6 separate regions of the Mus musculus genome follow, and all the other regions are linked to region 2. A link is a contact called in public ChIA-PET, HiCAR-type and HiChIP or PLAC-seq data. All regions are on one chromosome and are shown on one strand. The core of a region is the stretch at or near the end of the contact, and the rest is flanking DNA. Distances in the headings are between cores, read along the strand shown.

The links. ChIA-PET counts read pairs in DNA pulled down with a chosen protein or histone mark. HiCAR-type assays count read pairs that join an accessible place to other places. HiChIP or PLAC-seq counts read pairs in DNA pulled down with a chosen protein or histone mark.
Region 1: a contact with region 2 is called in an H3K27ac HiChIP or PLAC-seq map of embryonic stem cells, with 2.8 times the contacts expected there. The contact joins the enhancer-like site here to the promoter of Nbeal1 in region 2. A contact is called at or near these places in 16 of 39 promoter capture datasets (the 3T3-L1 cell line, 3T3-L1-derived adipocytes, the C10 cell line and 10 more), 4 of 484 Hi-C or Micro-C datasets (the 63-12 cell line, Th1 cells, embryonic stem cells and 1 more), 18 of 115 datasets of contacts at active chromatin or transcription factors (the 230-238 cell line, Th17 cells, astrocytes and 13 more) and 2 of 9 other capture datasets (embryonic stem cells and liver).
Region 3: an RNA polymerase II ChIA-PET map of memory CD8 T cells shows a contact between it and region 2, with 166 read pairs. The contact joins the promoter of Cd28 here to the promoter of Nbeal1 in region 2. A contact is called at or near these places in 4 of 115 datasets of contacts at active chromatin or transcription factors (double positive thymocytes, effector CD8 T cells, large pre-B cells and 1 more).
Region 4: an RNA polymerase II ChIA-PET map of effector CD8 T cells shows a contact between it and region 2, with 10 times the contacts expected there. The contact joins the enhancer-like site here to the promoter of Nbeal1 in region 2. A contact is called at or near these places in 14 of 39 promoter capture datasets (the 3T3-L1 cell line, 3T3-L1-derived adipocytes, the C10 cell line and 10 more), 3 of 484 Hi-C or Micro-C datasets (Th1 cells, pre-B cells and regulatory T cells), 17 of 115 datasets of contacts at active chromatin or transcription factors (the 230-238 cell line, T-cell acute lymphoblastic leukemia, Th17 cells and 13 more) and 1 of 9 other capture datasets (liver).
Region 5: a contact with region 2 is called in a HiCAR-type map of Th17 cells, with 8 times the contacts expected there. The contact joins the enhancer-like site here to the promoter of Nbeal1 in region 2. A contact is called at or near these places in 11 of 39 promoter capture datasets (the 3T3-L1 cell line, 3T3-L1-derived adipocytes, the C10 cell line and 7 more) and 10 of 115 datasets of contacts at active chromatin or transcription factors (Th17 cells, astrocytes, bone marrow-derived macrophages and 7 more).
Region 6: an RNA polymerase II ChIA-PET map of memory CD8 T cells shows a contact between it and region 2, with 6 times the contacts expected there. The contact joins the promoter of Icos here to the promoter of Nbeal1 in region 2. A contact is called at or near these places in 3 of 39 promoter capture datasets (cranial neural crest, liver and pre-B cells), 4 of 115 datasets of contacts at active chromatin or transcription factors (large pre-B cells, memory CD8 T cells, neural tube and 1 more) and 2 of 9 other capture datasets (adipose tissue and pancreatic islet).

What each region holds. Positions count from the first base shown.
Region 1 is chr1:60,850,802-60,854,660 of GRCm38.p6, reverse strand. No RefSeq gene overlaps it. Among named protein-coding and RNA genes, the nearest start is that of Gm38137, 11 kb to the left of the region's middle. Within about 2 kb of position 2,115, at least 123 of the 459 cell types and tissues checked have an H3K27ac peak or open chromatin away from gene starts, as enhancers often do. A contact at or near this core is called in Th1 cells, Th17 cells, embryonic stem cells and 3 more, where this site is marked.
Region 2 is chr1:60,179,213-60,182,920 of GRCm38.p6, reverse strand. It overlaps Nbeal1 (neurobeachin like 1), which reads right to left and starts at 2,322. Exons shown (of 55, transcript NM_173444.2): 1 at 2,236-2,322; 2 at 1,167-1,458. The coding sequence starts at 1,217.
Region 3 is chr1:60,744,129-60,748,385 of GRCm38.p6, reverse strand. It overlaps Cd28 (CD28 antigen), which reads right to left and starts at 1,998. Exons shown (of 4, transcript NM_007642.4): 1 at 1,858-1,998. The coding sequence starts at 1,912.
Region 4 is chr1:60,873,251-60,876,998 of GRCm38.p6, reverse strand. The region is part of intron 2 of Gm38137 (a long non-coding RNA gene); the gene reads right to left. Among named protein-coding and RNA genes, the nearest start is that of Gm38137, 11 kb to the right of the region's middle. Within about 2 kb of position 1,553, at least 17 of the 459 cell types and tissues checked have an H3K27ac peak or open chromatin away from gene starts, as enhancers often do. A contact at or near this core is called in Th1 cells, Th17 cells, effector CD8 T cells and 2 more, where this site is marked.
Region 5 is chr1:60,938,809-60,942,543 of GRCm38.p6, reverse strand. The region is part of intron 9 of Gm34649 (a long non-coding RNA gene); the gene reads right to left. Among named protein-coding and RNA genes, the nearest start is that of Gm34649, 19 kb to the right of the region's middle. Within about 2 kb of position 1,318, at least 58 of the 459 cell types and tissues checked have an H3K27ac peak or open chromatin away from gene starts, as enhancers often do. A contact at or near this core is called in Th17 cells and bone marrow-derived macrophages, where this site is marked.
Region 6 is chr1:60,975,171-60,979,286 of GRCm38.p6, reverse strand. It overlaps Icos (inducible T cell co-stimulator), which reads right to left and starts at 1,373. Exons shown (of 5, transcript NM_017480.2): 1 at 1,271-1,373. The coding sequence starts at 1,328.

The DNA.
Region 1 (3,859 bases), core at 866-3,365, 670 kb before region 2:
AGCATCAAATATACACAAATATTTCTCATTAAAAAAAAAATCAAAGGATTCTTCTACGCTGTCATCTAAAAAAGCTGATTTTCCTGGTCCTGGTTGCTTATTAGTCAACTCTGATCACCAAACCTAGACTTTCACTTTCTATCTAGACTTCATAATTGCCACATTGCTCTTATAAAAAGTATCTCCTACCAGATACTTTTGTGCAGTCCTTGACATTGTCAATTGTGACCTCTGATCATCTATTATTACATACTGAGCATTTATCATTAATTTTTTATTATGGACCTTTAAGGATGCAGATAAATAGTGATAAGGGCAGATAATAGTGATAAGGGTATGGACAGGAGGAAGGGAGGCCAACGCAGGTACACTCATGGACACTATGAGTAACTCAGCTTAGTCCCGTGACAACAGCTCGGTGGTGGCAGAAACCCACGTCAGCTGACTTAACCAAGTCTCATCTGTCATGACCTTTCCCAGCATTCCACCTGCCTCAAGCAACAGCAAGCCTGCTAGGGAAAACCTCTGATAGAAAACTGCAGATGCTTCCAGTGGGGTGCCATTGGTATCTATGATAACGGGATCTGTCAGGGACATTGGCAGATTCTGCTCCACAGACAAGGTTTTTTCCCCCTATGGAAATTTCAGAGGTGAATAATAAAAAGCAAGCATTATAATTGCAGACAGGGACAACACTATGAAGACAATACAGCCGTGGAGTATGGTTGCACTTGGCTGTGTTTGTGGGTTGAGCTGTGCCCCTCTCCCATTTATTGAGGTTCTAGTGTCCAAATCCTCCTTATAGAGGTAACCGGGTTAAAATGAACACATGGGCGTGAACCTTACTCCAGTGAGCCATAGCCTGATAGAGGAGGGGCTTTGGACAGAGGCACCCATAGAGGAATCCAACAGGATAAAAGGAGATGCCTGCCAACACGCAAGCCTGAGGACAGCCTGTAACAATCTCTAGCTCACAGAGGGAAACAAACCTTTGTCTCAGGTTTCTCTCCACCAGGAGATACTTAGTGTCTATTGTTTAAGCCACCTAGTGGGAGATACCTTATTAACAAAGGCTCTAGCAACTTAAACACTCTCTGCCAATTTGACCCCGTGGCTAGGGAAATCCCCTCTTTGGAGGCAGCTCTTAAGGTGAGGCCTCGTTGAAAAACAGTTCCGGTCCTGTGTAGGTCTGGGGCAGACCACTTTACATGGAGGAATAGCAGAGACAGTGCCATGGGAAGAATTTGGTATACTCAAAAAAATAGCAAGAGGGTCACTCCAGCTGGGTTTGGGGAGTGGGAGGGGGATGAGTTCAGGCTGAGGCTTGAGAGTCTGGCAGGAATGCTAAGCTGTGCTATGCCGTAGAAGCAAGCTAGGACTTAAGCAGAGCAGAGCAATGGTAGGGGTCGTCATGCTTTGTAAGTACTCTCCTCAGTGGCCAGTAAGTGTCCAGGTAAGGGGTAGGGGTCAGGATCAGAGGCAGAGGACCAGTGAAGAGACTACTTCCATTGTCCAGGGCAGAGACGTTAGGTTAACAGGTCAGAGGGACATCGAGGGTTCCAATGGAAAGAGAAAGAGGAGAGAACAAATTCAGGTATCATTAGGAATTGATAAGACTTGCTGAGGAGAGGAGATAGGAAGTCATCAGAGACAGCTGTTTGCTTAAGACACAGCTGGCAGGTGGTTAGTCACAGGGGGTGGGGAAGCCTGGAGCAAGACAAGGTTAAAGTCACAAAAGGAGACTTGCTTTTTTCTTTTTCCTTCCAGACTTCTTGCTAAACTGTTTCCTGTCTCCCTTCTCTCTATCCACAGGCATGTTGTCCTTTCATGATGCCTTTCTTACTGCTCGCCGCTCTCTCCGCTTGCTCCGTGTGTAATTTCATACATTCCCGGGACTCCACTTAGTACCACCTACAAGCCAATCACTGTGATCTATGGACACTTAACCCAAATCCTCTACAGAGTTCCAGAACCTCGTCCTCAACTGTCTTGTAGATTCCACACCTGGAAATTCAAGCTAAGAGTCCATTCTAGCCACACCCACCCTCGGGGCAACTTATTGCTGGAGCTCTGCTTCGAGGCTTCTCCATTCTTACTTCCTCATAGTTCTGCTCCATACTTCCCCCACACCCCTTGATTGTTTAGTAATGGCTATAAGAGAGGCCCCTGAGCACGGACTTAAAAGGGAACAGTGGATGGAGGATTGCAAACGGTGTTGATAGCGTAACCAAACGAGCCGGTCTCATCTTTGAGACATTATTCTTAGATTATGTGAAACATTGTGAGCTTATCTGAAGGGATTAATGGTTGGGTTGTTTCTTAATGGAAACACGTGTTCTAAAGGAAAGCAGAGCGTGTGGGAGGGGAACCCCTAAACACCAGGAGCTCCATATTTGCATACTACTGCTGCCCTTTGCTTGCCCTTTGTTTCTGGCTATCTCAGAGTGACAACTTTCCTCTTAAGTCACATGGCTGTAGAGTTAATATTGTCCTTGCACAGCTCACACAGCTGCTTCATTATAGTGGGCAGAAGGAGCTGATTATCATCAATAATGTTGGGGAAGAAATGGATGAATTTAGATAGAATACCTAATGAATATGACATAATAATCAAGAATCAGGTCAAGGGTTTAGTATTTGGATTCTATTAATATTACTCACTATGGTAACACAGCAAAAAAGGCACACAATTGAGAAAGATACCTAAAGCCATTCGAAAAAAAAAAAAAAACCAACATTGACTTTAGACCCTCTCATATTAAAAAGGCATGCAAAAAAAGGTTCACACATATCAGCTTTACTTTCCTTAATTTCTGCCTTGCTCAGCTAGTTATGTTTTCTGCATGTTCCTCATATACACGCTTATAACAAGAGAGGCTTCAAAAGCCCATGCTTTCAAACGTGATCTTTCCCCATTTTTAATAAAGGCTACAAAAATGCTTTTCAGCGATAACAAGCATGAAGGAACGGGGTCTGAAAAAGCTTCATTGTCTGAGGCCATTTAAAAGGCTTGTACTTGTTGCAGTATTTTCATTTGGTGAATATTACTAGTCATGGCCTTAATTTATTAATGTACAGTCTGGAATCAGAAATGCAATCTCCAATAATAACTGCGTGAAAGACCTTTCACTCTGGGGGCAGCGGCAAGCTCGGCAAGCCAGAGGCAAGCCAGAGGCAGTGACACAAAATGAATTCTGATCTATCTTTTTCTAAAGGAAATTGACAGCAGACATTCCTATCTCTTTCTAGCAACTCAAGCTGACTATAATTGGAACACAAAGGCCAGTCATTCAGCTCTCCCACCCCTGGCCTTTCCCGCAGCTTCCACACCACAGAATGAATGCTGGCAGCCCTGAATCATATTCAAGTCACTGGGAATGCTTTGCAGTCAGCAGAGCTTATATTTATGTCTACTTTCTTCATTGCAAGAGTGATTTGCTTGTGTTCCATGCTGGAAAGTCACAGGGCATTATTATTGAAAGGCCTCTGAGCAACCCTGTCTAGACCAGTGGCTTTCAGCCCTGACTGAACATTAGAATAACTATGGGCCTTTTTAAAGAGCTAATGATACCCGGGCTACACCCTCCAAGAGTCTAATTTAGTTGGTTTGGTAAGTGGCCTTGGCTTTCCTAGTTTTGAAAAGCACCCCCAAGTGATTCTAACATACAAATAGCCCCAGTTAGAAACTACCACTCTTTAGAGTAACCTTTTCATTAAATGAGCAAAAGCAGACTAGCCAAGAGGTGAGTGCAAATCTCAATGACTCCCAGGGAGTTCTCCTGCTAAGAAAGCTTTTCCAAGTCCTGTCAGTAAAGCAAAAGATGAGTTGTGGCCACTACTCAATGTTGCAGCCAAACAT
Region 2 (3,708 bases), core at 1,073-3,572:
TAACCACACAGACCTAAGTTAACCAACAGACTGGGAATGAATGGTTCTCTGATCATTGCTGTATCTTCAAAGTACTAACGTAGATCCTCACTTGAGAAACACCCTTTAAGGAACACCCTTCCCAATGGCCTAAGATCAAATTTACTATGCAAAAATTTACATGAAGGAAGTCAAAGAAATGTATTTCTGAATGGCAAAATGATAGGCCTGAATCAGATATTTCTGAATTCCAAACTCACAACTACACCAGTTCTCCCGAATAAAAGGATAATTACAATACCTACCTCACTAGAACCTAGTTAGTATTAAATGAGATAATGCTAGTATATGCTAACATAATGTTAATCCTGTAATAACTACCTCAATCAATAACCTTCAAAAATAATTTAAAAGGTTGATTAAAAAAAGTTTAGGGGAAGGGGGAAAAAAAAGTTTAATGTCCAAACAAAACTGTCTTTACCCCCAATTAAGGGAAGAAAAAAATAGCAGAAAAATAAAATATTTGGGGCAGATAAGATGGCTCAATGGGTAAAGCACCTGCCACACAATCCTGATGACCTAAATTCAATCCTAGGAACCTATATAAATGTGGAGAGGGACAACCAAATCCACACAATTGTCCCCTGACCTCTAAAAAAGTACCAAGGCACCCATGTGGCCCCCCCACATATCCTACAAACAATAAGAGTTTTATTTTTCTTTTATAGGTACAATCTACCTATATAATTTTGAGATCACTGAAGATATATCAAAGAAATATTTGTAAGTTTTTAATAGCAGGCCAATATTGTCAATGTACTCAAAACTGAAAAATAAATATGGGAAATTCAAGATCTCTTACATGTTTTTTAAAATTTATTTATTTCTCTTGCATGTTTTTTAAATTCAGGATGGGGGAGTTGTTTGGGGTTCTGTTTTGAGAATTGCAGCCCTGGCTGTCCTGGAAATGTCTTACGTCCACTAGGATAGACTCAAACTCACATAACACCACCTGGCCCGGCATTGTTCTAGGACTCTGTTCTGGGACTAAAGGTATGCACCACCACACCTGCCAGTTCAGGATTATCAATATGCACAAACACACTACACAATAAGGTCATAATGCTGGATACAAAATTTTATAATCAAGTAATTTTAAGTACAGAAATAAAAGGAAAGCAAATTACCTTTGTACAATAAAGCATCCAAAGTTCAAAGAGCCTCTCTCTGGCTGCCATTCTGGCTTTCCACTCTGGTACTTTAATATTTCCTCAAAAAGACGGTTCAAGACCATATCATATTACTTTATTTTCCAAGTTTATCAGCCGTTACAGTAAAGCTCAAAGCAGTGGAATAAACAAAAAAAAAACAAAAAAAAAAATTCGTAGAACAAATAAGACTGTCTCAGGTCAATAAGGGTCAATTTCAGCAACTACTCCAACACTTCTTCATCAGGGGTAGCTGGTCTCGTAAATAGGTCTGTGAAATACAAAAATATCCTAAGTTTTTTTAAGCCACATTTGAAAAAAAAAAATCCAGATATCCGTCTGCCTTGATCACCCCATTCAAAGGGATAAATTTTTAATGTGATTAGATATTCCAGAAACTCCTGTTTGGCACACCACGACTAATGATCAACATAAAATACTAAAACCTTCCAGGCAGATTCACAACCAAAACTGCGGTAGATGGGAAGGAAGACGGCTCCCTACTCACGCCTTCCTTTAACCAGGAGCACAGATCAAACACAACAAATATCCGAGATTTCTCGCCAGCTTCTTAAAAGTTGCTGGGAATGTTTGCTGCGTTGCAGGGCAGGGCGTGGGGGGAGGGCCCGAGGAATTCCTGGTTTGTTTGTTTTAACCATCCACACAGCGAAAGTCATCCTGCCTACCTGGCTTCCACCTCTCCACCCAAGAAGAAAGGGGCTCACACACCGTGGCAAGGACCACCTCCCGTGGGACGACCCCAGACCCCGCCTCGCAGCAGTCCGGGGACCTTTCCATTTCCTCCCTGCGTCCCCGTTACGAACAAGAGAGACAAACGTCAGGCGTGCCAATCAACTTCAGAAGCGCGGCCCGGAGCGCTCTGGGACCCAGACCCGGGACCCACGCCAACCGGCCGCAGCCAGACCCGCCCGGGCCGGCCGCGCCCCCTCGCCCGCCGCCGCCGCCCCTCAGGCTGCAGCCCTGCGCCGCATTCCCCCGGGCCTTCCCGCCCCGCGGCAGCCTCCGCCCGACCTCGGCGTCCCCTCACCACGCTCACAGGCCCGCCGGCGCCACCCCGCCGCGGGCTAACTTGCTGCCCTCCGCCCTGCCCGCGGCGAAGCCCCGTGTCACCCCGAAGCCGGGCGGGAGGCGGAGGCGGAGGCGGGGTAGCGCCGACGCGGGGTGGGAGGAGCCAGGGGCGGAGCAGCCCCTGGGCTAATCATTCCGGCCTCTGGGGATTTACCCGGCCCTCCGGCAGCCGCTCCTCGAGGGCCGCTCAGCCCCGAAGCCCCTCCCCCGGCATGCCTGCGCAGCCGCAGTGCCCTCGCTCAGGCTCTGAAAGCGGTCGGAGCCAGCCTGGGCATTCCGGTCAGTAGTCACCCAGCTGGACGTGAGGGCCGACGTGCTGACGTCGCTCCCCGCCCCTGCTAGGTGGGGCGGACGGAACTTTCCTCGCCTGGCGGCGCCTCTGCGAATCAGCTGAGGACCGGCGACCCTAGGGCGTCTCGAAGGGATCTCGATTTGATTTCTTTGTAGAAATGGGATTGGTCCTGGGACAGAGCTCAAAAGCGAAAAAAGAAGAAAAGAAATCTTTACCTGTTCTGGCGTCGTTGCCTTTGTACTGTCACTGCCATTCTGTGTCTGTTCCAAGGAGACTGCTGTACGGAATGAGTTCCGTCTTTCAGAAAAAGAAGCAAAAGGCAGTCTTATTAGCTGCACACACTTTCTTAAGGTTGTTGTTGTTGCTATTGTTTTAAGAGAGGAGAAAAGCGTAAGATTAACCTTTTAAATCTAAACATTTAAGAAACTATTGTGAAATTTTACAAACATATAAAAAAATCAGTTTTAGAGCAGCTTAGCATCTGAGATGCCCTGTGTTTGATTCCTAACAAGCACACACAAGGAAACAAAGTAATAAAATGAACTTCTATATGTAATCACTAAGCTTCAGAAATAATCGAAGCCACCCTGAAGAAACAGGTCTGTGATCTAGCACTTAGGAGATGGAGGGAGAGAGATCAGGAGTTCAGCGCTGACATGGGCTACCTAGCAAGTCTGGGACCAACCTGTGCCGCATGAGACCTTGCCACAAAAGAAAAGAAGAAGAAAGGAAAGGGAGGGAGATGACTTGCTGTGCAAGCCAGACCTCCTGAAATGCAAGATGGAGACTGGAGGGCCAGCGAGCCCTGGCCACAAACAAGAGACCCTAGCTCACTAAATGGAAAGCAAGAACCTACTCATGAAAATTATCCTCTGGCATATACACATGCACAATAGATAAATAAATGTAAAGCTACTAATGCCATCATGGGGGTTCACTATGTGACCTTTATTTTTAAAATATACTAATGCCCCCACATGCCCTGTGTGCGTCCTTGTGCCACATATGTTTGTATACCCTCTGAGGCCAGAAGATATCTTATCCCTGGGAGCTGGAGGTCTGGGTGGGGGTGGGGGCTCCTGACATGGGTGCTGGGAACATTGTCTTGTGTGCTGCAAATGCTCTTAACCACTGAGCCAT
Region 3 (4,257 bases), core at 749-3,248, 570 kb before region 2:
TCAAAATTATTCAATTAATGAATCTAAAGACCTGCCCCTAACACACAGGCACATTTTAATGCAGTTACATGTCTCATGTAGCCCAGGTTAGCCTCATACTTGTTATGTAGCCAAGGATAACTTTGATCATTCTGATTCTCCTGCCTCTACTGGATTATAGGAATGTGCTACCATGCCTGTTTTATGCTGTGCTGTGATCAAACCCAGGGTTTCATGTACGATAGATAAGTGCTATGCCAACTGTACTACATCCCCAGCCCAAGACAGTAACATTTGACCAGGGAGTTTCCTTGTGTGAGATGGTGGACATGAAGAGAGAAATGAAAAGCATACAAAAGGCTTCACATCCTTTTCCATGGGTCACACATCTTTGCATTTGCAATTATCTTCCTTTCCTTTTAACTTCTTTCTCTTCAGCTTCCTACCTCTACCCCATCCTACTTTTTCAATGGCTGCTTGGCATCAAATCCTAAGACGTAGTAGGAAAATGTATTGGTATCTATGAAGCAAAACCTATCTTAAGGTAAATAAAACTAACGACCTGCACACATGTGAACTTGCCAACTTCTCTTTTAGCTAACCCCTGTAAAGATTCTAAACAGTGAAACATACAAAGCTTTGAGTCCAACCCAAAAAGTTTCCAAAGAAAATACATGAGTTTATAACAAATGGCTGTCCACAGAGGGCATCAGAAAAGCATTCTGTGTAAAATCACTAATGTTGCATGACTTTCAACAAGGGTAAGGCTTTACTATCTAGTAAATTAAGGTGTCTTAAGTATTCCTTTAAAAGAAAGTTAAGATCCCTTAAACATGATATACAGAAACCTTTAAACATAAATTTTAAAGATTCTTTAGCTGTAAATATGTGTTGCCAAATACTGGAGACCTGCATCCTCTGGAGAAATTATTGAACATTCTCTTCAATAGATGGCCTCCTTCCAATGGTCTCTTCATTTGGAATGGAGTTTATGACAATAAATAGCTCTTACTCATGAGAACCAAAGGTTGTTTAGGGTAAGAACTTTCTAATTGATAAATATATAGCCTCCTTGCCATTGCTATTGGGAACTTGAAGGATTTTAACCTAAATAAACATATTTCAACCAACAGTAAAAGGAAACTTACTGGTGTCTATACCAGCTTTTGTGCTTACTTCAGGATTCTTCTTGGCACTCGCTGAATTCAGGTAGACATACTACTTACATGAACACCATGTTTACTGCTCAAGCCTGAACTAAGACCTCCACAATGTCTATTTCATTTTATCTCACAATGAAATTGAGGTGATGCTCATTTAGGGTCCCGTTTTACAGAGATTTAGGTAGTAAATCCTGCTCCAAACGCCACTAGGGAGAATTGAGATATGAGCCCAGGCAATCTAATCCAAGACCTCTAGAATTTACCTACTCTCTTACTTATCACAGTTTTATAGGATGTAAAAAGTAGAATCCTGACTGGGCGGTGGTGTCACATGCCTTTAATCCTTGTACTCAGGAGGCAGAGGCAGTTAAATCTCTGAATTCGAGGACAGCCTGGTCTACAAAGTGAGTTCCAGGACAGCCAGGGCTATACAGAGAAACCCTATCTCAAAACAAAACAATAAATAAAATTCTGAATATAAAAGTTCTTGGGACTAGTTGTTAAATAAAATGTTACTTCTTCCCAAAGAACTTGTGTTAAAGTTCTATTTGCTGTATTATGAGAATTAGCTAGTTTCTAAATAGTAGCTTGTCAAATTAGCACAAAACTCTAAATGCATTCAAGTTTCACAGGTCACTACAGTTTTAAAATAAACCATGCTGGTCATGAGAACACAAATGAAAACAGGGGGAAAAATGGTATCAAAATTGCTTACCTGTTACTTGAACTGAGAAGAAGTTGAGAGCCAAGAACAGCAGCCTGAGTGTCATTGTTCTGATGAGGGCCAGGGCTGCAGCCCCTCCTCTGTGAGCAAGGCAGAGTGTGGTGTGAACTGAAGTCACATCTGCCAAGGTCTATGACTCTCTGCCATCCAGGGCCACTTTACAGGGCACATGATCAAGGGACTCAAACCACAAGGCTTCGTGACTTTCACACAGGATATTACATTGTTTTTGATGACTTGACTTTTACTTCTTTTAGCAACCAGTCCTTTTTTTCTTTTTTCTTTTTTGGGAGGCGGGGGGGGGGGGTACTGAAGAGAGTGTCAGCCACCACCAGATAATGTGCTCAGGAGAGTCATGCTGATGAGCATCGGAGCTGTGAAATGTGGGCGCTTAGGGCCCAGCAACAACAAAAGCAGACAAACAAGGCATTCTAAAGAAGAGAGAAAAACCTCTCTCAGAAGACAAACTCTTACAGACGAATCCAAAATACAAGGCTGTGTGGGAAGCTGAGAGATTTCTATGCACGTGTTTAAATTCTGCATAAACGTTATGAGATTGAAGTTTGAAATAATCTTAAGGCGATCCTATGGAGTGTATGTATAACTCACTTCTACCAATTTTGAAAACCGCTTCCAAGTACACACTTGGCAAGCACCCAGGCATCTGAGCAGCTGCAGAAATTTCCAGAGCAAAGAGGAAGTCATAAAAACACCATATTTTCTTAGGGAAACAGGAGGTAAACGAAACACCCTTGCTACCTCATGTTCCCTATGTCCCTCAAAGAAACATTTCAAACAGCAGACCATTGGAAGATTCACCACAGAGACACCCGGGGCCTTTGTAACCAGCTCTCCACACCTCTCCCCAACTCCTGGGCCTTCTGTAGACAGGGCTAGCCCACCAGCATGGCCAGCTCCACATTCCTCTTCTAGAGCCATCCTGGATCCCCCTGGTCAGCATCTGTACTCAACAGCTTCCCTGATAGTCTGACTCTTATAGAAGCTATAATCATCGGAGTTTGTGGTTATATGTATCTCATACACATTAGCTTTCTCAAAACTTTCTTGGTGATTTTTTTTCTTTCTTTTCTGATAATCTGAGCTTTGTGAAACCAGCCTCATTTGTGATTTTGTGTATATTTAAAAGAATGATTTATATTTTTTATTCTGAATACAAAAGTGAGCTATATTGCATACGTAAAAAAATTTAGAAAAAAATATAAGCATAAAGTCAAGGTTTACCTATATTCTTACCGAATTATAAAAATACTTAATATTTGAGCCATTACTTTCCATGTTGTTTTGTTTATAGTTTTCAATAGATATGTTATCAATTGTTAATTTCTAAGGCATCCATATATGATATAAATATTTTTATTACATTTTAGCTGGTATATAAAACTTAAATATTAAACGTATCAGTCAAATACCATATGATGTTTTATAGGCATATATACATATTTTATTTTTCGAGACAGGGTTTCTTTGTGTAGTCCTGGCTGTCCTGGAACTCGCTCTGTAGATCAGGCTGGCCTCAAACTTGTAATCCTCTTGACACAACCTCTTAAATGCTAGTATTATAGATGTGGACCATAATACCCGATTCTACTCTCTGATTCTAGGCAATGAATGTTTTTTTGTTTTGTTTTGGTTTGTTTGTTTGTTTTTTTATCTTCAATTGGATGAAATTATGTGATACTTGTCTTTGTGTAGCTGACTTCTCTCTCAATGGCAGTATACAGAATAGAAAAAGATTTTCACAAAATTCACATCTGACAGAGGGCTAACATCCAAAATATTTAAAGAACTCAAGAAACTAGACATCAGCAAACTAAATAATTTAACTTTAAAATGGGATACAGGTCTAAGCAGAGAATTCTCAACAGAGGAATTTCAAATGGGTGAGAAACACTTAGAAATGGTCAGTGTCCTTAGCCATCCAGGAAATGCAAATCAAAACAACTTTTGAGATTCTGTGCTATGCCAGTCAGAATGGCTAAGATCAAAACCACAAGTGACAGCTCATGCAGGCCAGGATGCTTAACAAGGGAAACACTCTTTCATTGCTGGTGGGAGTGCAAACATGTATAACCACTTTGGAAATCAATATAGCAGTTTCTCAGAAAAGTGGGAATCTATCTACCTCAAGACTCAGCCTTACCACTCCTGAACATATATAACTAAAGGACACTCCAATCTACCATACTCATCTGTTAAAAAGATGACATCACGAAATTTGAAGGCAAATGAGAGGAACTAGAAAAAAATCATCCTGTGTGAGGTAACCCACAACCAGAAAGAATGTTTAAATGCTAAAAAACCATGTTGCATGGTATGTACTCAGTTATAAGTGGATATTAACTGTAAAGTAAAAGATAATCATGCTACAAT
Region 4 (3,748 bases), core at 304-2,803, 690 kb before region 2:
AAAGAGAAATTGAAGAGAGAGAGAGAGAGAGAGAGAGAGAGAGGCAATGAAAGAGAAATTGAGGAAAAATGCTGATCCAATTCTCACCACAACTTGCTATCTTGAACCCACCAATTTTAATCTGGAAAGTCTTACATCATGCTATAATAAATATGAGGTTTGTGGGAACTAGTAATGCAGAATCTTTGGCACATGAGAAATCAATCATAATTGTCTAGGATGGAAAAACTTTGAAACAAACCACCAAGGATTTAGGCACTACTGAAACGAAAATGCTCCCCATCCAGACCCATTCCAGTTCCAAAAATAAACTGCAGTTTCTTTCTTATTACCCATGAGTCTTAATTTGTTCTATTTATACTATGGAGCCGTTTTTTGAAATCCTGAGAGATTTTCTTTATGACAAAGCTTGGGGAGGTAGTAGGAATTCACATTAAATACATGCTGTAATTTTCTTTTTCATTTTATTTGATTTTCAAATTACAGTTTATGTGTATAACAATGTTTTTGCCTACATGTATATATGCAAAGCACATGTGTGCCTAGTGCTCTCGGATGGAGAGGGTCTCAGATCCCCTGGGACTGGACAGCTGTGAGTCAACATGTGGGTGCTAGTGACAGAACACAGGTCTCCTGCAGGAACAGCAAGTGCTTGCTCTTAATCACTGAGCCATATCTCCAGCCTCCGTTCATAATTTTATGTATGGTTGAAAATGAATGAATGAATTAATGAATCAATGAATGAATGAAACAATCTCAATAATTCCATACATACCCATCAGGGTCCCTATTTATATCAAATTCCAACCAAGTATAGTGTTAAACAGGGAAGATATTAACATGACTTTAACAGCCATTTCTAAACAGCAGTGGCTGTTTGCATTGTATTCTCCCTCCTTAATATCACCCTATATGGAAACTTAACCTGAAAAAGAAATCACCTTCTAAGAAATGACATAAAGCAGCCTACAGTATACGGATGACTCAAGGCAATAAAGAAAAGACAAACTAAGCCGGGCGTGGTGGTGCATGCCTTTAATCCCAGCACTCGGGAAGCAGAGACAGGTGGATTTCTGAGTTCGAGGCCAGCCTGGTCTACAAAGTGAGTTCCAGGACAGCCAGGGCTATACAGAGAAACCCTGTCTCAAAACAAAACAAAACAAACAAACAAAGACAACCTGTTTCTTCTTGCTGGTTGGTTTTATCCATCTGCACATACCCAGGCAGTCTATAAAGACATTTTTCAGTGGGTTTCTTTCCATGATCTTCACAAAATTCCTTTCCCTGCTTTGAGGACAGGTGACCTGCTTTCCTATTAAGAATATCAGATGTTGCTCATAATGGAATCCCTGACTATGAAGTCCTTTGGGAGTAAGAGATGTGGGCATGGCTAATAGGTGTGACCTCATACAGCTGGGAAATGACTCTTATTCTCACCGGGGTCATTAGGTTCAAATGGTAATGACTGGCTGCACCATCACCTTCTCCTTGTCGTATTGCTGAGTGAGCCTCCAGGAAATGAGGTCTCTCCACCAACATTAACCCCAAAACCAGTAAGAGGAGCAGCAAGCGTTTCAGGCTTTATTCACACCCTTCTCAGCTCTGTGGCAGTAACAGTTGTGGCTTGTAAAGAGGTCAGATGTCACATTTCTGCCTCTGGCTCCAGCAGACCACAAAGACATACCTTATGAGGTCACTAAGTTTGTACTTCTTTACCTGGAACTAGTTACAAAGTATTTTGGAGGCCCGTGCCTTCTGTTGGGGAAGGAAAAAAAGAAAGAAGGAGAGAGAGAGAGAGAGAGAGAGAGAGAGAGAGAGAGAGAGAGAGAGAGTGAGAGAGAGAGAGAACAGAGAAGCTAATGTAAAACTCAATTGTAGTCCACACTGTATCTCTCCAGCACTGAATTGTGCCCAGCACATCAGAGTTCAGTCGGTGGATGGATGGTGAGCTGGCTTGTACCTGCTCAGAAGAGCCAGTTACTGGCATGTCTTATCCATGCCACCCACATTCAGTGACACCTTAGTGGTATTTGTAATTAGTCAATGATAGTAGGTATACCACAGACTGAGCAAGTGCTCTGAATGTCCGTTCTCTCTCGGAGAGTAAGAGAGAACATATCATCGCTAGACTTCATCAATACATTGAAATGTATGACGTGCCTATTACATTCCAGGTTTTTTTTTAACACGTGCCCTCTCAAATACACATCATGACATTGGTAGAAATAATAATAAGCATGAGTGAGTGTGAAAAAGCTGTAATGTCTGTCACGCCTATGATTACCGGGTTCGATTCTGACATATGACAAGGTTCCACGTGATTCATTCATTTATAAGGGGCATAGCTAAGGTTTGAATCAAAGCCAGCAAAAGTGAAACCTCTGTGCTGTCTCCTCTACAGCATCACACAACACACACACACGCACGCACGCACGCACGCACGCACGCACGCACCACTACCACCACCAGCAGCAGCAACAAAGGCTCCACTAATACAATTTTTATGAATGCAAAATGAAATTCTAAAGGTCTCATCAGCTTAGCTGCTGGAAGGAGATCCCCAACCCTTGCACCTTATGCCAGTGGTCCCTTCTCTTGAGGATTAAATTTCCTTTGGTGCCTGGGTACGCCCACAATCTACACTTTAACTGAGGTAGGAAGTCCAGAGAGGGTCCAACATCGTTCCTAGTTCCTGCTGCTCCTCACTCCCACACTCTTACCATATGAAGAGTAAGTAGACCAGAGGACTTAAGGTCCTAGGATGCACCCATGGCTGTATCCAGCCACCGACTTCATTCCAGAGGATGGTGGGTTAAGTGGATTGTTTTATCAATATTGGGCTATGAACACAGTGCTAACATGCTGATTTGAATGCATCTCACTCACTACATCAGACCCGGGATGAATATATGGATGACAACAACTACAAATATGTTGTCAACAGAACAACAGTTCTCTAGCATCTGCAACCTCTGAAAATGTTGTTTTGTGGCAGAAGATAGACATTGCAGACAAGATTGGGATAGAGGCATTAAACACAGAGGATGTGTCTGGATGTCTGGATGAGCTCAATAGGCCCAGTCTAATCACAAGAGCCCTTCAGAGTATCAATATTTCTTCAAGTGGAAGCAAAAGAGAAATGGAAGCGAAGAAAAAGGTCAGAGAGACCTGATGCAAGAGGACGTGACCCGCTGCTGCTGACTTTAAAGACAAGAAAAGGAGCACATGATCTAGAGAATCAAAGACTAAACCTAACTATTCCTACACTCTGGCAGAGAGACAGACAAAACAGGAACTTCATTCCCACAACTCCCTGTAATTGGATTTCCCCCCACCCCAGCATTTGAATGCCATTAAAAGTAGATTTACTCAGAGAGCCCCTAGAAAGGAATATGGTGGTCAGCTATGCCACACCTTGATTTGGGATTGTGAAACTTAAAACCAGAGACCCAGCTGGACCCTGTCCAACCAGATCTGTGACCTACATGACTGTGAGATCAGGAGGCAGGCATTGTTTAAAGCTGCTAAATGCCATGCAACAGATGTCTGAGGGAGTTCACCACAGCCCTAGTGCTCCCCTCACACGCACATGCCCACACACAGGCCTAACCTGTCCTCCTGCCTCAGTTTTAGCCCTGAGGGAAGCAGGAGTGGAGGCAGGTGCTTTGCCTTGTACATTATCTTCATCGTCGTTTAGGGTCCCTGCAGCAAGCATAATGTGATGATGTCACAGCCAGGAGCACAGTGT
Region 5 (3,735 bases), core at 69-2,568, 760 kb before region 2:
GGGTTCTGGAGCTCTTAACTCTGATGGTTCTCAGTCTTGCATGAAAAACACTTAACTAACAGAGCCATTTCTCCAACCTAAAAGAGCCTAACATGTTAGAGGTCTCCAAAAAAGGAGCAGAGAAAAAGAGTTGGGGCATCTAAAGAAAGAAAAATTGGCTCGTGCAACTATAGAGGCTGGCAAAGTCTAAAGGTCTGCTGATAGCCAACAGAGCCCCAGGGGAGTCGCTATATGCTTCTAGTTTAGATTGAGATTAGCCTGAGGATGAGGAAATAATTGGTGGCATTATCAAGTATCTGGGCATCGTGTGGACCAGTGAACAGATAAAATTAGCTACCAAGGTCTTTCATCAATAGACTTCTGGATCTAAGCCAACAAAAGACAGATTCACGTGACCCACACAAACACCAATGAATCTATCCTTGACAAATGCTAATGGCCAAGGTGCTGGTGGAGATGAGGGTAGAGCAGGAGAAGGGACAGGCCTCCTTGCTGAACCTGTTCTTTAAGCTGAAGAAGAAGGCAGATACATGAGAGCCAGCGATGGTCGCCTCCTTTACCGTGAAACTCAAACCGTAGATCTTGACATTTACAAGTGAAATAGAGAAAAGTTAAAAGGTAACATACAGGCTCAGAGACTTTCATGTCAAGGGGGGGGGGGGAGATTCTGCAAAGGGAGAGAGGCTATTGAGAATGGCACTACAGTTCTGTGGTTTTTCTAGAAAGCAGGGGCCACAGGGTTTGGCAGTAATAAGCTACTTCCATACCCTTAATATTCACAAACACAGAAGATTGAGGAGAGGAAAAGGCCACAATAGAAACAAAGTAGGGGAAGAAACTTTCTTACCAACTGGAATTTTACAAACCACAGAATTCTCTGCTGGCAATCTTAAAGAGCCCCACAATGAAGATTAAACCTATGGTCTGGGCCCATTGGCATTCACATCAAATACCCCATAAATGCTCAAAAATGAAAATAACAGGAAGGGGGAAAAAAAAGAAAAATCTCTATAGAAGTTCCAAGTAGGGTAAAAAGATCACCAAAAAGAAATTTTGAAGCTAAGTCAGCACTTTGTAGTGGGAAGTGAAAGAGAGAAGAGGAACTGAATTTCAAAACTCAAGAGAAGCTCCATAAGTCAGAAGGTACCATTTGTGGATCTGAGTACAATTTTCTCTGGGATTTGTTTAGTGGTAGCAAATTCTCTATCTGCAGTCCATTGCTGAGGCTACATTAGTTTTCAGGCCATCATATGGACCACATAGCATAGGAAACCCAATCAGAGGCAAGAAGACTCAGCTATTGCTTGAGTGTGAGCCTATAGCTCATGCCCTCAGTGCATTAGGGAGAACACCTAGCGATACCACAAGAGCTGCACACCTGACCAGCAATATCCTGTTTTGAAAAAACTAAAGAAAAGTCAGTTAATTGCCATCATTTGAAGATCAAATCTGGTTACTACCTTCTAGGCTGAAAATCTTCTTTTTCTAATTAAGATCCTGGAAATCTTCCAAAGGGGATGTGTGCCCTCACCCAGCCCCTCCTACCCAAGAAAGCAGCTCTTTGCCTTGTGCCACAGCAGAGAGAGAGAATCACCCATGTCCGGGTGTGTAGAAATGGTACCTTGTTTCCTGACCACTCTTAGAACTGTAGCAAGAGGTAGAGAAATTGGAAGCAAAGGAGTTGGAACAGGGAGATAAAGCAAGGGAGCAATACCAAAGGGGAAAAACCCCATGCTTGCTTCTCTCTCATTTCCCCTTTCCAAACACAATCTGCAGAGGAGCTCAAACACAAGCTTTCTTTTCACTTTTCCAATAAGTATGTTTGTTACCCCTCCCACTGAAGGAAGTTTTCCAAACCCTGTTGGTTTGTCTTAACAGGTTGGAGGGATTCCCATTAGAAAAGAGACACTGGAGAGCCCTAGTTAATAACTCCTGAGCAGGAGAGCACAGGTCACATCTCTCTGGACAGGTGGCATACAATACACTCTGTGTCTTAAGCCAATGCCAGTTCTGAAAAGGACAAGATGGAGTAACTGGTGTTTGTCAAGCAAAGCTAAGAGATGAGAAGGGATGGGGACCTCTGCCAACAGGATGAGCCGCTCTAGGCGACAAAGATAAGGTCACCCAGGCATTTAAAGGGTTAAGTCAAGATGAGCAAAAAGAAAAGGAATAAGCTGAGACCCGGGGTAAGTGAGACAGAGATGGCCCACCACACAGTTCGTGACTCCAGATCTCATGCATCATGGTATCCAGTATTTTAGATTTGCTATTTTTGTTTTAAAATTATGTGCATGTGTAAGTGTGGATGCCACTAGAGGTCAGAAGAGGGTGTTAGACCCCTTGTAGCTGGAGTTGTGGGTGGTTGTGAGTCATCAGATCTAGGTTTCTGAACATGGGTCTTCTACAAGAACAGTACATGCTCTCGACCACTAAGGCATTCCCTTATCCCAGAGTGTTTTAGATAACATGTCACCCATATAAGTTATACTCTGGTGCCCCTTCTTACCAGACCATTCTCATCTTAAGGAACTCACTTCCTCTCCAAAGATAGAGACCTTTGACCACATGACTCAAGAATGCTATAACAGAAGACAGTTGTATCCTCAGCTAAGTTGGGTGCCCTGATCATGCCTATGGTCCATCCATGTCCTTGATGATGCAGAACTTTAGGGTTACTTGACTCCAAAGAATGCACCTGCCCATTCAGGTTGTTCCTGCAGGATCTTCAAGTTCCCAGGATTTCCTGAATCCCAGCCTTCAGTATCTGTAGGGTTTTCTAAAGTTTCCTTCTATCCCAGTGTTTACAACATGGATCCCCACATCCCTCTTCAACTACATCCTGTCTATAAAGTTCAACGAGCTGTGACAGTACTGTGCCACACCACTTTAACAGACTCCAAAACTTCTCCATGTTTTGAGTTCACAGTGCAATAAGATGAGATCACTGGCTCCTCTAAAGTTCACCAAGTTGAAATTCTAAATGGAATGCCTCTGTGGGAAATTCTTGAAACATGGGAGAAGAAAGCAAAGTAAATTTCTCATCCTGGTTTTATTTCAAAGACCACAGAGGCAAGAAATGCTCCATGCACACAGCAACTTGCTCTTGTCTAGTGCTTTGCCCATCGTGCCCAAGCATGGATGCACTTAGAGTATGGAAAGCTCTTCTCAGGCAGTATGTGGGGTCCTGATGCAACTGATCTGTTGTGCTGTCCCTGCATTAATGAATAACTCAGCTTAGAAATCACTGCTAGTTCCCTCCATAGTGCCTTTAAGAGACAATTTTTACAATCAACATTCTATGCTGGTCTCTTGTCTGTCACATATCTCTTCACAATTGTCTTAGAATGACTCTGTGACTCATTTCACAAGTCAAAAAAAGCCCGATTCCATTTTTAGTAGATGTGAGTAACTATAATTTTTATCTCTCCGTGTTTGGAAAGTGTGTGGCCTTTATAATGCATTTTCTGGTGAGTGTTCTCAATCGACTCTCACTGCAACCCCAAGCCAAAGTCAGATGTTAACCTTCTCGTTTTAAAGACAAAGAAGGTGAGGCCTAAAAGAAGGGACACGGAGACAAAAATGGAAGAGCCAGGTCTGCCATTCCTATCTTCTAGGCACCACCCAGTGCCAGCCACAGCAAGTTCTCAGGTTGTACTATGAGCTACCATTATTTCCTTTTCATCATGCTTTTCAGTGCGAAATGCACTAGGTTTGAGCTAAGGCCTGGGACTCTGC
Region 6 (4,116 bases), core at 124-2,623, 800 kb before region 2:
AGCCCAGCATCTCCTGCATGGCAAGTGTCCAGTGATGCGTGAATGAACGGATGAGTGGATGAGTAAATGAGTGGATCTCCCTGCCATGGTTTTTCTTGTTTCACGTATGCTGCTAAGCTTTTCAGGGGGGTTGTAAAACTAGCGTGCAGAGTAGAAAACACATCTGGCCCAGAGCTGTTCTTAGTACTTCTTCCAGGTAAATACAACAAGGTCTTCGCTCTTCATCCTTCTTAAGAACATTTGAGTGCCTTTGAAACAGCACAATACTAAATGTTTAATAAATCCAATTTTAGGTTTGACTTCTTTTTGGAGAGAAAAGTAATGTCTCCTTCTTTCTACCACTGAAAAAAATGCATTTCCAGATGGACTTATACCACTGAGCATTCTGCTTTTGCTTCTCCTATTAAAGGCATTTCCCACCACTTAATGTTTCACTTCACTTATCCCAATTTCAAGAACAGTATGTAAGTGCATATAATAAGAAGCAGCAAAAGACTGTATGTAATTACTTACACTGCACATGACCCTCTTTAAACTTCTCATGTAGAGTCTGATAAATGTCACCCACGAAAAAGAGTCAAAGATTCCAGAATGTTTAAGGTCTAGAGGGACTAGTGAATGCTGTCAGTCATTTTCTCCCCCTTTTTACATTTGGGGTGATCTTCATATCTAGTGTCTAAAAGCCTTATAAGATAAGCCAGGATTGGTATGGCTCTGTCTTGAAAAACAAAACAATCAAAAATAAAAAGCAACAAAACAAAACAAAAACCACCAACCCTATGGCAGACTGTACATTTAAGACTTAGGACCAACCAGGTAAGAGTAAAGTCAAAATTTTCCTTTTGGAAGTCATCCACTTTTTTCTCTACTATAGAAGGATTTCCAGGGCTATTCAATTTCTATTCTTTTGACACAAATAATCTTGCCTTTCATCTTTCTCTAAAAAGAGTGAGCTACTCTCCTACTTTATACACTGTCAGGTAACTTTGAACAAGTAATTTAAAATTTTAATGGTCTGTTGAAATGTACTTTTTCATGTTAAAACACAGTATCAAAAGAAGCACTGACATCCACGCTGACCGGGCATGACGCCCTGAGCCGTGAGCTTCAGTGCCTCTGAAACTGTCTGTGCTTGTTAAAAACAAAATAAAATAAAATAAAATAAAATAAAATAAAATCATTTTCCATTTTTACTTAATTTTTCTACTTCAGATTTTTCTTAATGTTCTCTTGAAGTAGAACTCAATAAGAGCTATGGATGGCCACTCACCTGTTAAAAGTCTGATTAGGAAGCAGAAGACAAAGACACGGCAGAAGTACGGCTTCATGTCTGCCAGGAGCAGTTGCAGTCTTCTCCTCCAGTGCTCAAAAGTGTCAGTGAAGTCGTGATCTCAGTTGTTTTCAGTTTTCTGGAGAGGAAGTGGGTTTGTGGAGGTTGATGTGGTGTCACATTTATCATCCACTTCTACTTGGAGAGCTATCACAGCGCCTCCTGCATGGCAAGTACCCGGTGATGTATGAATGGATAGATGCGTAAATGAATGACTAGATGGATGAATGTGTGAATGAATACATGGATGTGTGAATAAATGGATGGATGGATGGATGGATGGATGAATGGATGAATGGATAGATGGATGCATGCATGTATGAATGAGTGAATGGATGGATGTGAGAATGGAAGGATGAATGGATGCATGTATGTATGTATGTATGTATGTATGGATGGATGGATGGATGGATGGATGGATTTCATTTTCAAAGCTATTTATGTGTCATTTGTGCTTCTAGGGACTTCATGGACCATTCATATCACTGCTGGGTGGAAAGCATTACCGTTTGTAGGGTGGATGCTTAATTCACAGATTTTTGTTGATCATGAAGGCAGGAAGAAAATGTGACCCTCTTTCTGGTTAGAAACACAAAGCCCATCATTTTCAGAAGCAATTCATTCAGATCTCTATATCAATAGCTACTGGGGACTGCAGGATCCAACACAAATTATGAATAAGGCATATTTTGACACATTTGTCAGGGCTATTTACTCCAGAGATGTAAGGCCTTTGAAATAGGACAGAAAATAAATGAAAGTTTTTAAGAAAATGACATTTTAAAACATCTGAAAGAGGAATATTCCTGGAATATGAGAAATAATATTTATATGGTGTTCATTGTAGATTATGATTTTATAAATGATAGGGTCAGGTTTAAAGTGACTTAACCCCTTTTCTCTAAGTTACAGTCATCTGTAGAAACTCGAGAGTCTGTCTGCATGTATGGTGCAAATGAAGCAAGAAAGCTAAGATGCCTGATAAAAATCTCTGTCTCTGCAGAAAGAGAAAAAAGACAGTAGCAATGGCAATAATGCAAATAATTTATTTACAGCCACCTAAATTTTATATGAAATATATCTTAATTAATTATATATAATATTATATATAATATAATATAATATAATATAATATAATATATATGTGGTATATATATTATATATATATATATATATATATATATATATATATATATATATATGATATATATAATTTAAAGGTAAAGAGGATGAGAAATGGCTCAGTGGGTAAAAGCACTTGCTGTCAAACATAAGGACCTGAGTTCAAATCCTTAACAACCTTGCAAAACCTGGGTGTGGTTGTGCATGCCTGTAACCACAGAACACCACAGGAGGGCAGACAGGAGGATCCTCAGAGCTCACTTGTCAGTCAGCCTAAGCAAAATGGTGAGTGTCAGGTTCCATGAGAGACCCTGTCTCAAGGAACAGCAGGAAGAATGATAGAGGAAGGTGCCCAGTGTCCTCTTCTGGCCTCTCAATGACTGCTCATAGACTACACACAACACATGGATACTACACACCATACCACACACACACACACACACACACACACACTTCAATGTAGAATAACAAATGGCTTACTTTGTATAGAGAATACCAAATACTATGAATATAGTTAATAGTATGCTTAAATTGTTTTAATGGACTTTTTGTGTGCATACATATTCATATTATTCTATGCATATTGTTATTTACTTTATGAATCGTGGGCCACTATTTTCCTCATCTCAGAAATAGGGAAAAATGAGGCAAAGAAAAGTAAAAGGCCTGGCCTCGCCCAAGCCCTATAGGAAGTGGCTGTGCTGGCATTTGAAGAGTCTAGTTCTCAAGTGCCCACTCTTAACTAACCAGAAAGAGTCATTCATGCCAAGGCCTGCCACTAAGATGTAGCTGAGGTCTCCTGTGACTGCCTCAGTTCTAGCCTGTCCTCAATGAGGCATGTGTAAGTGACTTACACTTTTTAGTGTGGGTCCCTTCCCCTTACTATGTACAGAGAGCTAGCTCCTACGTCACGAGTATAGTGCTCTCGTGAACACCAAGGGGCCCCAATTCTAGAGCTCAGAAACATTTCATGAGGAAGGTTGGAGGTCACATGCAGATGATGAGAACCTGAAATATTTCTAATACATTCACTCATTCTTCAAGTCTCCCAACAATTCTACCAAGAAGATCTCCTCATCCTCTCTGGGTCATTTATGAGAAACTGAGAGTTGGAGAGGTTGTGTGATTAACCCAGGGTCACATGGGGTACAATGGGTACTGGTCAAACTCAGCACAGTGGAACTTCAGGTTCTACACTTTACACTGCCATCACACACACTGATGCTGGCCCCTGTTCATCTGGCCAGAAATTCCTGGTCATGTTTTTACTGAGAAAAGTCCTAAACTCTCCCTCTTCTTAGTTTGTTCTTAGTTGAGCTTTTGGAAATCTTTACATGTAGAAGTGACATGGATGGGTGACATGTTATTCACCTGCCACTAACTTACCTGAAGACGACCCTTCTGACTGAGGCCACCCAACAGGGTAAAAGCTGTTCTTTCTGTATTCAGAGAGGCGCAGTAACTTTTATACAGTTAGTAGTTCAGTGGAGAATTAACTATTTCTGGGAAATGGGACCGAAAGGGCATGAGTCATAAGTCTTTCTAATCAGTAACTTCAGATTTACAGAATCTAGATTTCAGTGACTACAGATAACAGCAACCCACGCCCCGCAGAAGTGTGGCATCCATAGTTTCTAACTACCCTAGTGACTCCCCAGAAATCC